Linked DNA regions of Zea mays: region 2 is linked to region 1. A link is a contact called in public Hi-C data. All regions are on one chromosome and are shown on one strand. Each heading gives the region's core, a stretch centred on a gene start, on an enhancer-like site or on the middle of the called end of the contact. The rest is flanking DNA. Distances are from core to core; before and after follow the strand shown. Region 1 holds the start of LOC103641221 (DNA-directed RNA polymerases IV and V subunit 2). Region 2 has its middle 39 kb from the start of LOC103642525.

What was found. A called contact is a pair of places that touch in the nucleus more often than the background predicts.
Region 2: a contact with region 1 is called in a Hi-C map of leaf, with 5 times the contacts expected there. The contact joins the enhancer-like site here to the promoter of LOC103641221 in region 1. A contact is called at or near these places in 3 of 25 Hi-C or Micro-C datasets (all in leaf).

The regions. Positions count from the first base shown.
Region 1 is chr10:74,232,627-74,239,116 of Zm-B73-REFERENCE-NAM-5.0, reverse strand. LOC103641221 (DNA-directed RNA polymerases IV and V subunit 2) reads left to right here and starts at 2,284. Exons shown (of 8, transcript XM_008664582.4): 1 at 2,284-2,625; 2 at 3,612-4,329; 3 at 4,839-5,045. The coding sequence starts at 3,658.
Region 2 is chr10:74,412,208-74,419,282 of Zm-B73-REFERENCE-NAM-5.0, reverse strand. No RefSeq gene overlaps it. Among protein-coding and RNA genes, the nearest start is that of LOC103642525, 39 kb to the left of the region's middle. Within about 2 kb of position 1,487, at least 14 of the 20 cell types and tissues checked have an H3K27ac peak or open chromatin away from gene starts, as enhancers often do. A contact at or near this core is called in leaf, where this site is marked.

The DNA.
Region 1 (6,490 bases), core at 1,035-3,534:
ATTAAGAGACTCTATTATACAATAAAGTATCTATAAATATATTCTATTAATAAATACAGAAATAAATGCGCTTGTACAATATCGGATCGATAGAACAGACGACGAATTCGTATAGTAGGAATTGAGACGTCTATTGCTACTTAGATTACTAGAGCCAGCGGCGTCTCTTTACGGAGAGACGGCTCCATGATTTTTTTTTGCAAATACCTTCTTTAGACACCTTAAGGGTGTGTTTGGTTGAGGAGCGGAGGGAATTGGAACGATTCCATTCTTATTTTTTTTATGTTTGGTTACCATGGAGGAGAACGAAGCGGCTCCTGCAGTCTATAAATATCAAATATTTGGGATGATCTCGCTCCACCAAAACGACCGGATGCGAGCGTTCTCGCGGACGCGAGCGCTCTCATCCCTCTCCTCCACTCAACAGTCATATGACTCTCCAACCAAACAATAAACGGACGGCGCCGCTCTATTTTACTCTTCAACAAAAAAATGGAACGGTTCCGTTCTACTTGCCAAACACAGAATGAAATTACTCAATTCTTAGAAACTGGAATGAAGCCGTTCCATCCCAGTTGGCTCCCCAACCAAACGCATCCTAAGAGTCTCTACATTAAACATCGTTGTACATGCAGCATTATTTTTCTAAGAGATTTAATACCTTCCAATCTTTTTTCATTTAGACACAACCGAACAACCTTAAAAATAATATATAATTTAGAATAGAGAAAGTATATTTTCGGCGCGTGTTTCACGCTGTTTTCACCTCCTCTCCACTAGTAGAACCTAAACCATACAGCCTGATGCAATTTTTTATTTGACTGCAGTATAGTTTACTCTGATTATATTTATTAATGTAGATTAGATTGCAGCCAAAAAAATACCTAACTTTTTTTGTTGGTATAAGTCACGCCAAAGATCAAAAGAACCGAAACGGCAATCAGCGGTAAGCCGGCAACAATACATGTGCACCCTAGACTTTTGACCAGCGTCATATGATCTTCTATGCATCACATCTCACCACCCCCCCCCCCCCCCCCCCCCCCCCCCACAAAGTTGCTATTTAATGCTGGATTTGAACTTGATTTACTTGAGAGTGACTTCTTTTCATGGTAGAATAAAATAATGTTTTTATGTTGGCGATATACTCTACTAGATGCAAATGTGATTCTGGAGATCAGGAAAATTTTAGCATTGGTCATATTCCTTTCAATGTCATTATAAATTGAAATGTAATTAGTTGACCTTGACATTTGCTAGGCCAACATTCGCTAGGTGGCCTGATCTAAGTGTGGAGTAATTGGGCAGTTGTAGTACAGATTTTACGAGAACCTGACAAGGCGGTAACAACACCATAACAGCGGGGGATGGTATGAAATGATCTCTACTCTTATTTAGTTGGGGGATGGAATATTAAGAGTTTTTTGTTTGGTTTGAGAGATAGGTAGAGATGTATTGATCCCTGTCTTTGTTTGGTTGGAGGAATGAGACCGAGGCATAAGGAATAAATACACATGCATGGGATGTAAGAAGCCTCGTCTCTTGGGGGAACAGACTCATCCATCCGATTTTAAGGGATAACTGAGAACGACAAGAATTGAAAGTATTCTCCTATGATGGCTCTGTCACAATCCTGACTATAAACCAAACAACCTTATGTAAGGATTATGTCATGTTATTATAATCAAACACACCCTTATATAACATTGTCGTATGTTCTTAGGGTGTGTTTGGTTCAGCGTTTTGAACTTGTCGCCAAAGGGACTCAACTTTTCTATAGTTGCTTTGAAAAAAGCAACCTTTTTAGTATAAATGTGGAAACACCTTGGACCTCGTTTTTTGCTGCTTATCGAAGTTCATTATATTAATAAATAAATATGACAAATAAAAACTAAAATATGATTAAAAATAATTAAGTGCTATAATAAATAAAATTAAATATTTTTAATAAAAATATTAAAATGGAACCGTAAAATTGATATATTTGTAAAAATATTAGGAACACAAAAATGAAATCGATTTTTTAAATTAGATATATTGATTAAGATATATAGTTAGATAAAGTACATATAAATAATATATAATTTTATTTATAGTGGATAGATCACATCAATTTAAATAAAACGACTCATAGCAGCTTTTTCACGACATACAGCTGATACAAACTTTTTCTCAGCTGAAAAAAACCGCACCCCAGGCAGCGGACGGGCCAGCAGGAGGGCGGCGCCTGTCCAGTCCAGAGCTGTGAAAGAGACACTGACCGGTAGGACCCAGCCAAATGGGAAGGCACGTCAGAACAGAGCCGCAAAGCTGAGCACCAGCGGGCAGTTGCGATTGCTATTGGTGAAACGCAGGAGGAACTCACGGCCCGGGCGCACGGCCACGGCGAGCAAAGAGAGCGTCCACTGTACTGTACTCCCTGCTTCTGTTCTGGTTGCCTGCCTCCTACAGTAGCATATAAAGGACAGCAAAAGCACACTCGCCTCGCCTCGCCTCTCCGGCTCTCCCGTCCTCGGTCGCAACGCGGCGTGGAAAACCCCAACCGGCGCCGGTGCGGTGCCTGCACCGCGCCGTAGGGTTTCCGCCTCGCCTCGCCTCGCAACCGGCGATCGCCGGCGCGCAAAGGTAAGCCTCTCCGTCCTCCGTCCATTTCAGCGCCCCGTTGCCACGGCCATCTCGCGCTCACACCGTTCCGGTCCGCCTGCTGCGTGGCGCAACGCGGCGTTTCCTCTGCTCTCATGGGCCTGCACTGCCAGGACTGGATCGCTAGCTCGCGGCATGGGCTGGTGTGGTGCACGCGTCTCCCTCGAAAAAAATAGACCGCTTTTTTTTCCGTTTCTTTGTTTGGTTCGCGGCGAGTGCTTTGGAGCCCGTGCTCCCTCGCCGCCAGCCGCGCGTGGTTTTGGCGCTTCGAGCATCGTCGACGTCGTGGCCTTAGGTGGACGGGACACCCCGCCCCTGTCCTTGTTATTTTGTGTGCGTCTCATGGCCGGGGTGTGGTTTTGTGTTGCTAGTGCGGTGCTGAATTGTTGCGGGGTTTTGGTGGTGCCCCGTGATCATTTGATCGGGACGCGTGGTGGCGAGCCCTCTTCTGATTTCTAATTCCTAAGATGATGGAAGGTTGCGAACTCGCCATACGTGATGATGTGGTGGGCCTGCCTGCCCAAATCGCCATAAAAAAAGGACCAGAGAGGGGGACAGTGGTAGAAAAACGGTGCATTTTGCTGGAAAATCTTTTTTTCTTTTGGCGTGATTGGTACTGCTACGCCTGTAAGGTGCTCCGTTTAGGTAGAATTCTGTGAAGTGGATGTCTGATGTGTCAGTTTTTTATAAAGGCAGCGTCTTTGCGCATGCATCTGCCTGAGAAATTAACCTATTGCTGTTTCATTTGCGGAATGCCAGGTGGAGCCCTGGGCGCACATCTTATACTGACCTATCTCTTTTGGTTAAGAAATTGAAAAGTTGTGTCCTTACACAAATCGTGTATGGTTTCAGTGTTTGTTGCTGAATGAATGCCATGTGGATGCAGCTTTTCTGATCTTCTGGTTTCAAAATTGTGCAATTCCATGATGACTGTGCTGATTATGTTGTTTCCCTGTTCTACTGTAAAGGAAGGGATTTTGTTGACGCCGAGTGCCAGATGCCAATTGTTTAGCCATGGGGAAACCACAAACCGATGGTGACCAGTCACCTGTAAACTCAGATACTGATGTGATGGATTGCCTGAACTTCGATGGCCATGGAGATGTTGAAGACCCCCACAAGGAGGTTGCAAAAGGGGAGCAGCAGCCTTCTGGCGAAGTTGATGAACAGCAGTCTGTTATGGATGTTGATTTGACATGTATAACATCTGTGGGAGATGAAGGGAATGAAAAGCAGAATGCTATGGATGTGGATTTGAAAGAAATACTATCTGAGGAAGATGGAGGGGAAGGAAAGGCTTCTTCAGATCTACCCTCACAAGTACCAGTGGATTTCAACGTTGCAAGCCTCGAGAAGTTCTGTAAAGAAGCAGCAAGATCGTTTTTCAGTGAAACTGGACTGGTTAGCCATCAGATAAACTCGTACGATCATTTTGTCTCCCATGGACTCCAAGAGCTCTTTGATTCTCTTGGGGAAATCACTGTGGAACCTGATTATGACCCTTCAAATAAACATGGTGCTTGGAAACATGCAACTGTCAAATTTGGTAGGGTTAAGCTTGATGAGCCAGTGTTTATGCTTGAAAATTCTGACCTTGAAGAGCAAGATCTCAAATTTAAGCCTAGACATGCTCGCCTCCAGAAGATGACATATGCGTCTAGGATGAATGTGGAAATGACTGTTCAGGTCAGGATGTCCTAATTCATGTTACATATCAAGTAAACAGTAGGGGTAAAATATTATGTACCTGTTAAGAAAGACTAAACTATATATAATATAAATGGAAAAATTAAAAAGATATCCCAGAAAAGCTTTCTTATTCTCTTAACTAGTATGGATGATGATGTGACCATTTCAGCCTTTTTCTTATATTTCATAAATGACATGGAAATTAGTGAGATTAAGCTCCTCCTCGAGTTCATTTTTAACTTTCCTTTTGATGGCGCAATAGCCATAATGATGTCGCTTATGTTTTCCCCCCTTACTCAGCCTCCAAAACTCATGTAGACTTTGAATGTAGCTACCACTGTGGCTTGGCATTCTGCTTGTAGTATTGCCATGTTTGATATAATGAGCAGCAGATGTGATTCAAATTATTCTGGCATGTGTAATCAAGTTATGACCTTGATCTTTGTATCAATAAGATTTCTACTGATATTTTACCATCTGAACAATTAATGTTTTGACTTTATTAGGTTTATATATTCGACACAAGTGACAAAGCCAAAACTGGCAAGGATACACATGTTCATAAAAGAGAGATAATGACAGAAACTAAACAAATCAACATTGGATTGTTACCTGTAATGGTGAAGTCGAATTTGTGCTGGCTGCATAAATCTCAAAAAGGTGACTGCCCGTTTGATTTTGGTGGCTACTTTTTGATCAAAGGAACAGAAAAGGTACCACCTTACATGATCCATGCTGCTCATTCAATTCTCAGCAAATGTATTTGACAAAGATCATTGCATTATGCATTCTGCGTTTAGTTGGAGAGTCAATTAGAATGGAGTGGTTCCATTCTAGTTTTTTAGAATGTAGCCGTTTTATTCTCCGTTTGGCAAGTAGAACCGAGCCACTTTATTTTTTGTTTGGTTAAAGAGTAAAATAGAGCGGAGCCGCTCCGTTCTTTGTTGTTGGAGAGCCATATGAGTGTAGAGGGAAGAGGAAGGAGAGCACTCGCGTCTGAGAGAGCGCTCACATCCGACCATTTTGGTGGAGTGAGAGCACTCCAACTATTTATGGTAAATTTCTATATGGAGATTCCAGGAGCCGTTCCGCTCCTCTTTTGTTGGAAACCAAACATCCAAAAAACTTGAATGGAGTCGCTCCATTCTCCTCAACTCTTCAACCAAACACACAATTTCTTATAGATTTTGATGGTGCTGCAAATATATTATGTATCGGGTGAGGCGTGCATGTAAGATATTTAGTCAGCAGAAAAGAGGTTTTATGGTTCATAATACATGCGGTGACTCTATATGGCACTGCTATGCAAATGCCCTACACGCTTACTATATTGCCCATCTTTTTCAATAGTTTAAGTTTGGCCATTGGTGAACTAATTAGTGCATGAAACTTAATATGTTGTCAGACACAGAGGTTTTGAGTTGAGACCTGGTTATCACAAGTTTCACAAAGGGCGATGAGGAAAGTGAAGTGTATTACTGTGTTACTTACCTTTCCCAATACTAAAAAAACTCGGCCGGGGAAGGAAAGACTACTCTCCTAGTATTATATTAAGAAGAGACGAAACATGGTCCTGGCCGAGAAAACCCTCGAACCCTAGACCCCATCACTAACGGGCAGATCAATTGTCCACTCTGCAACGGCCCAGCCGTAGGGTGGCGCACAGGATTCTGTTCCCCGAGAGCTGGCGGGGCATAGTGAGGGGATTTTTTTAACCAAACCTGAAATTCACCCCTGAGGGGGATCAAACCCAGGACCTGAATGTACTACTCGAAAGTCTCAACCATTACGCTAGAGGCCCTTTCGCACCTTTCCCAATACTTAAGGGAGAGATAGATGATGGAGACTATTATGGCCTGTCATACATATGTTTTGTGAAATTTCAGGCTACCTCAAATGAAGTTTACAAATTTTAGCTTGACAAGTGTTGTGATAAGTATTATATGCGTGTGGTCAAAGTTCAAATCAAATATTTATATCATAGTTTTCAGATCGCCTTATCGCCTGATCGATCCCACTGGGCGGTTAGTCGCGATCAGGCGTCGATCAGGGCGATTAGTCGCCCTTGATCGACCCTAATCGTCCTCCTAGTCGTCCTGTGTATTCCAGGATATATATATAGTCATATATATAACACTATATATATATACTTATATAG
Region 2 (7,075 bases), core at 238-2,737, 180 kb before region 1:
ATTTCATCTGAGCACATCAAGATGATTAAAAATAACACACTCTAGCTGTCATCCTAAGGCTATCCAAAAAAGAACAATTCTGAACCACCACACATCACATGCGGAACGGTACCAGACTAGTCTGGTGATTACATAGAAAGCTACAACAGGTTCCAACGACAAGTTCCATCCTTGGGGGTACATATGCCACCCAACCGGCCATTTGATGTTTTGAGGAGTTGGGAAACCATTATAGGTGTTGCTACACCATTTTAGAGTTCTCTACTTGAATAATGCTTAGTGATATACTTGGTGATAAGTGTAGGTTATTTGTAAATTCCTTAGGCTAGTTAGACTACTACTAAAAGTGCTTTATCCAGACTTGGGCTAAGTATTCAGTGAGGTTTGTGTACCTCTCTTGCTATTTGGTGCTTGTGCACACTGTTGTTGTACTTCGAGGGGATTGTAGTCTTTTGAGGTAGCACCAACTTTGTTCGTGTGTGGGCTGCCACCATATACCAGAGAAAACATTGCCAGTAGCATTTCTGCCGAAATCTTGATTGTGAAGACGGATAGGATCAAGCTGTGCGTAGAATAGACTAGGACCTATCCACGGAGTTACTCGACATGGAGCTTAGCCCTTGTGGGGCATTCATACTAGGGGCTCTAATGAGGACTAGGGAAATGAAGGAGGTTCTCGATATCCGGTAAAAAATGTTGGAGTAGTTGATGAAAGTTTGCATCTCTACCAAACTTAAACTTTCGTATTTATGTTATTTGTCATGATTGTGTGTTTTACTTTTCTACCTCTGTTTGATTGGCTGGTTGATAGGATTACAGTCTAGATTGCATAACTCTTTTGTGATAGAGATGTCAACATATCTAGCAAAATTTTATTTATATATCTAAATTGATTATTTTATTACGTTGGTTTTGACTTATTAAAAATAGTGGTTATAGTTAGATGTAAATTTTAGATTGCATAATTCAATCTCTCGAAACATGAGGGTCCCTTCAAACATCTTTTTCTCTATTGTTTCATCATTTTGTCAATATATCTAGAACTTTTGACATCGAAGTACAACTTTTTATTCCATAAGTTTGCATGATTTATTGTAGCTATTGATTATTGCCGCCCCTACAAATTTTGTTCAAGAAATATTTATTTGTTCCATCCATCTGGGTAATTCTAGTTGAGCATGTATGGGAGCACAATCTTTTATTCCACTAGCTTTTTTTATTTATTCTAAGTGTGCATTTTTTTGTATCAGCTGAACAAAGATATTGTTCTAGTCGAATGTTGTTCTCAGCACACAAGTTTGCATGATTGCTAAGTCTGCAATTTTTTGCACAGCATGTATGTTTTTTTGTTTCACCTGCACTTTTAAATCTGAAATAGATAGGGTAACATGTGTAGAACAGGTCCAAGGATCGGAAGCGAGCGCAGAAGAAGAGAGTAATGGCCTATTGGAGCTTGGAGTTGAGGCCCGTTCAAGCTCACTCAATTTAGGCCCACATTGTGCACTAGAATTCCCACGAGTCTGCTTGCTACATGCCCACGATCCCACACGACATACATGTGAAGGAGAATGGAGGCCTCTAGGGCTGGATTAGGATGTCTAGAGATCTAAATTATTTGTATTTGTATTCACTAAAAATGCTAATATGGTTTTCCGTATTCGTATTTAATTTTAATATAGATATCAAATGGATGTATCTGAATTCAATTTCTAGTATTTTTCTCTATCTGAATCTAGATTCGTATTCGACAGAATCGTAGAAAATTCGATACTATCTGTATCCGACAAGGAAAAAGTAGTTGATGAAACCATTAAAAAAAATATTTTTATTACTAATTACAAATGATTTTACTTTTTCATGGTATGCTAGAAAAATTATATACACCATTTAATTTTTTGAAAATACTTATATGATAAATAAATAATTATAGTAATCTTATATTACTAGTGATATACAATGATAAATTTAATAAATATTAAATTTCGGTGCATACATTTATATAAGGTATTCATTCATTTTAGAATGAAAATTTTAATTTTTTGGAAATATTTACTATTTTATATCAATTAAATGAATTAGATACCTATTTATAGAAACTATAAAATAATATGTAAATGTGGTCAGAGCTTACATATATTTCTATAAGCATGACATATATTTTTATTTTTAAATAATATATTTTTATTAATGAATATGCTTATAAGGTATCTATGTGCTATGATTATAATTTACTTGTAATATAATTTTTATCAATTATAAATCCAATAATAAAACAAATTGATAATCATTATGACACTATGTTCCAAACCATGTGATTATTTGAATATGAATTCAAAGTATCGTTTTGTATTTTATCCAATAATATTTGTATTTGTATCCGTATTTGAATTAAAATGTGGTAAATAGTGACATCCAAATTTGTATCCGTGTGTATTCGTAGCCGGCAGGGGGCAGTCACGACGATCCAACAAAGCACCACTGAAACCGCCGCCCACTCACACGTGCCACACATGCCTACTAGCGCGGGCGATAACTAACGCCCACCTAGACCACACAACATCGCTCCTCGCCCGGATGCACATCGCATCTGCCATTCATTCCTCTTCATCAGACACCACGCCGGTCGTATGTCATGCATATGGAATAGCAGGTAGTAGAGATGGTCAGATGAAGATGAGTCTAGTGCATCAGAAGCCGGAAGTTGTTAATTGAACGAAGGGGAGTTTAATTGGTTAAACATAGAGGGGTCGTATGGGCTGTGTGGGACCGTGTGAGCCATCACTACACCAAAATCATACACTTCCTATGGTTTTTTAACTTCCTACAGCTTTTATATAAAACCGTAGGAAATAAATAACTTCCGAGAGGCAACTGATACCTCTAGGAAATAAACATAACTTCCTACAGTTTTTTATAAAAGCTGTCGGAAGTTACAAAACCGTAGGAACTTAACTAACTTCCTACGGCTGGCTCTAGGAAGTTAGGTTTCATCCGTTCACAAGCCAATAGAATAGCTAACTTCCTACGGCTGGCTCTAGGAAGTTAGCTGCCCAAATAACTTCCTAGGCCTCCTCTAGGAAGTTAGCTTTTAGCTGTTGACCAGTAAACCAAAAATATAACTTCCTACGGCTGGCTGTAGGAAGTTAGCTGCTTACCTAACTTCCTACGGCTTTACTTCCGAGAGCTTCGCTAACTTCCGACGGGATGGCTTAACTTCCGAGAGTTTCGCTAACTTCCTAGAGTTTAGACCTAACTTCCTAGGGTTTAGGCTCTAGGAAGTTTACTATTTTGGTGTAGTGCATGGGCCATTGTAAGACATAAAATGGAATTAGACGCTGGCCGTAAGAAGCATTGAGAAGAAGAAACATACTTACCTGCCTCCTTGTTCTCTTCCCCATTTCTTCTCTATGAGTTCTTCCCTAATTCCTCTACGACTTGGTACTGTCTGCGGGTATTCAAGGTAATAGAACCATGGACATCACGATATGGTATCAGAGATGTGATTCTTAGTCGACAACAGGTTCTTATGACTAAGGAAGATCTTTAGAAGAATCAGGGAGTTCCAGTCGAGATGGCTCTGAGCAAGCAAATCGTCCGAATTTTTTGCATTTTGGTCATTCATTCGAAAAAAATTCACGTTTGGACCCTAGAAAATTTTAATGTCATTTTTGGACCCTTTACTCGGCGTCGTAGCCTATGTCGCCGAGGTAACACAGCTCGGCGCCATAGGCTATGGCGCCGAGGTACGTGCTGCGTTGGCACAAACGAACGTCGTGGCGTCGACGTGGTACCGAGCTCGGCGTCATAGATCTTGGCGCCAAGCTCCATTCTGTACGGAAAACTTGTCTTGCTCAGTTGGTAAAATACAAGGCTCTTAAACTTGTGGTCGTGGGTTCAAGCCCCACGATAGGCGTTTTTACTTTTTGTCTTTGTCACTTATTTATTTTTTTGTTGTCCATATTTTTCGTTTATGTCGCTGATTTGTCCGTCCTGATTTATTTCTCATCCAGTTTTATTTTTGTGGCTGATTTGTTTATTCGTCCAGATTTTTTTTATCCGGCGAGCACAGCAGCTGTATATGCAGTAAATTCTAAAATATATCATCCATGAGACAAGTATATAATGGAGTATACTTTTATTTAGTGCAGAAGAAAAAAAGATGAATATGTGTGCTTCTTTTTACTGGGAATATGTTATTATGTATTTAAAATTTATGTTCAAAAGAATTCAATGAAAATATAATATTTTTATTTGATCACGATTGAAGTAAGAGTGTTCTTATTTGATTTTTATTGTGGTTAGCTGAGCAAACAATTGGAGAAGTTGACGGCTTGTGAGCACTGTGGCACACAGCTGCTGTGCTCACCGGATAAAAAAATCTGGACGAATAAACAAATCAGTCACAAAAATAAAACTGGATGAGAAATAAATCAGGACGGACAAATCAGCGACATAAACGAAAAATATGGATAACAATAAAATAAATAAGTGACAAAGACAAAAAGTATTAAAAAACACCTACCGTGGGGCTCGAACCCACGACCACAAGTTTAAGAGCCTTGTATTTTACCAACTGAGCTAGACAAGTTTTCTGTACAGAACGGAGCTCGGCGCCAAGATCTATGGCGCCGAGCTCGGTACCACGTCGGCGCCACGACGTCCGTTTGTGCCAACGCAGCACGTACCTCGGCGCCATAGCCTATGGCGCCGAGCTGTGTTACCTCGGCGCCACAGGCTACGGCGCCGAGTAAAGGGTCCAAAAATGACATTAAAATTTTCTAGGGTCTAAACGTGAATTTTTTCCGATGAAGGACCAAAATGCAAAAAATTCGGGCAAATCGTGCATATGCGACAAGTCATGGTGGTCATGGAGGAGATAGAAAAGAGGCTGGTGGAGAATTTCCAATAAGCCCTGAACATGCTCTAAGAAACCTTGCTCAAAGAGTTGACATCGAAGGTGGACATGATGCGAGAAATGCAGTCAAAACTGGCAGAGATGGAGAAGCGATAGTTTGAGAATGACAAGACCACCTAATTTATCAAAGCTAAACTTGATTTATCGATGAAATCCTTTACGCAGATGTGTCAAGATCAGGTGAAGGCGCACAATGGGATCAGAGGAGTTGGAATTTTAGTTAGCCAACCTGTTCCACTAACAGGTGCAAGCTTCATTAGGAATAATCATCTAGTTCCACATGTTGGTGTCGGGCATATTGGTGGATCCCCCCACTAGTCCTGTAAAGTTCACAGGTTGGAAATGTGTTGGGAGGAGAAAATTTGGGTCGGGCTAATCTTGGGGATCAATGAGCGAGAAAACCGTGGATGCCAAAAATGGATGTCCCTCATCTTGATAGCACAAATGCAAGAGTTTGAGTGGATAAGTGTGAAGCTTATTTCATATCGTATCATATACCTGAAGAATTTCAGGTTAGTGGTGCCTCTCTGCATATGTCATGTAGAGCTGCTCATTGGTACGAGGCTTATAAAGAAGTGGTGGTTGTATATGTGTGGGATCAGTTTAGACAAGTAGTTTTGTAGAAGTTTGAGGTGTATACTCATCAAGAAAAGATGTTCCAGCTATTAACATTGAAACAAACTAGTTTTGTCTTAGAGTATAAGACCCAGTTTGATAAGTTGGTCTATAAAATTAAGTTGTTTGATAAATCTGTTAGCGAGATCTTTCTGGTTACTAAGTTTATTTTGGGCTTGAGGCATGAGTTGCGTTCTTTGGTGGAGTACAATTTCCAGACACAATATCTAAGGTTGCCCAGTTAGCATTGAAGCATGAATTATTGCTCCCACAAAAATTTGCTCACATTAATAGGTCCTCCAACACCAAGGTGGTTGCATTGGCTGCTAATAAGTCTAAGGTTGTTGGCGTTTCGACCCCGGGGGGTCCCTGGACCGACGAGTAAATTGTCGCTGTGTGCCCCAGCCCAGATGGATCGGCGCGAGACGGAACACAAGGAGGGGGAAAACCGTGGCTTTGTGTTGTCCTGCGCCCAGGGTGGATGCGCTTGCAGTAGGGGGTTACAAGCGTTCGTGAGGGAGAGAGAGAGAAAGAGAGCCTGCTCGTCAGCCCATCCTCCCGCGCGGCCACCTCCTCGCACGAGGGCCCTGGACCTTCCTTTTATAGATGTAAGGAGAGGGCCCAGGTGTACAATGAGGGGTGTAGCAATATGCTAACGTGTCCGGCAGAGAGGAGCCAGAGCCCTATGTACATGCCGACGTGGCTGTCAGAGAGGTGTTAGTGCCCTGTGCATGTGATGTCGTGGCCGTCGGAGGAGCGCTTGAGCCCTGTAGAAGCACAGATGTCGGGCTGTCGGGACCTTGCTGACGTCTCCTTGCTTCCGTAGGGGGCTGAGAACCGCCGTCGTCATGGGACCATGTGGGTGCCATCATTACTTGTTTACCGTGGCAAGCCAGATGGGACGCCGGTCTTGTTCCCCATAGCCTGAGCTAGCTAGGGGTAGGGTAATGATGTACCCCCCTGCAACGTGGTCGGTCCGAGCCCAAGGTCGGGCGAGGCGGTGACTCCTCCGAGGTCGAGGTTGAGGCCGAGCCCTGGGGTCGGGCGAGGCGGAGACCGTCTTCCGAGGTCGAGGTTGAGTCCGAGCCCTGGGGTCGGGCGAGGTGGAGACCGTCTTCCGAGGTCGAGGTTGAGTCCGAGCTCTGGGGTCGGGCGAGGCGGAGACCGTCTTCCGAGGTCGAGGTTGAGTCCGAGCCCTAGGGTCGGACGAGGCGGAGACCATCTTCCGAGGTCAAGGCGGAGGCCGAGCCCTGGGGTCGGGCGAGGCGGAGCTTCCTATGGCGCCTGAGGCTGGACTCGGCTGCTGTCAGCCTCACCCTGGCGGGTGGCACAGCAGGCGGAGCAAGGCAGGCGGCACTGTTTTCCCGTCAGGTCAGTCAGTGGAGGGGCGAAGTGACTACGGTCACTTCGGCCCTGCCGACTGAGGAACGCGCGTCAGGATAAGGTGTCAGGCGATTCTTGCATTGAATGCTCCTGTGATACGATCGGTTGGCGAGGCGATCTGGCCAAGGTTGCTTCACTGCGAAGCCTGCCGGAGTTGGGCCT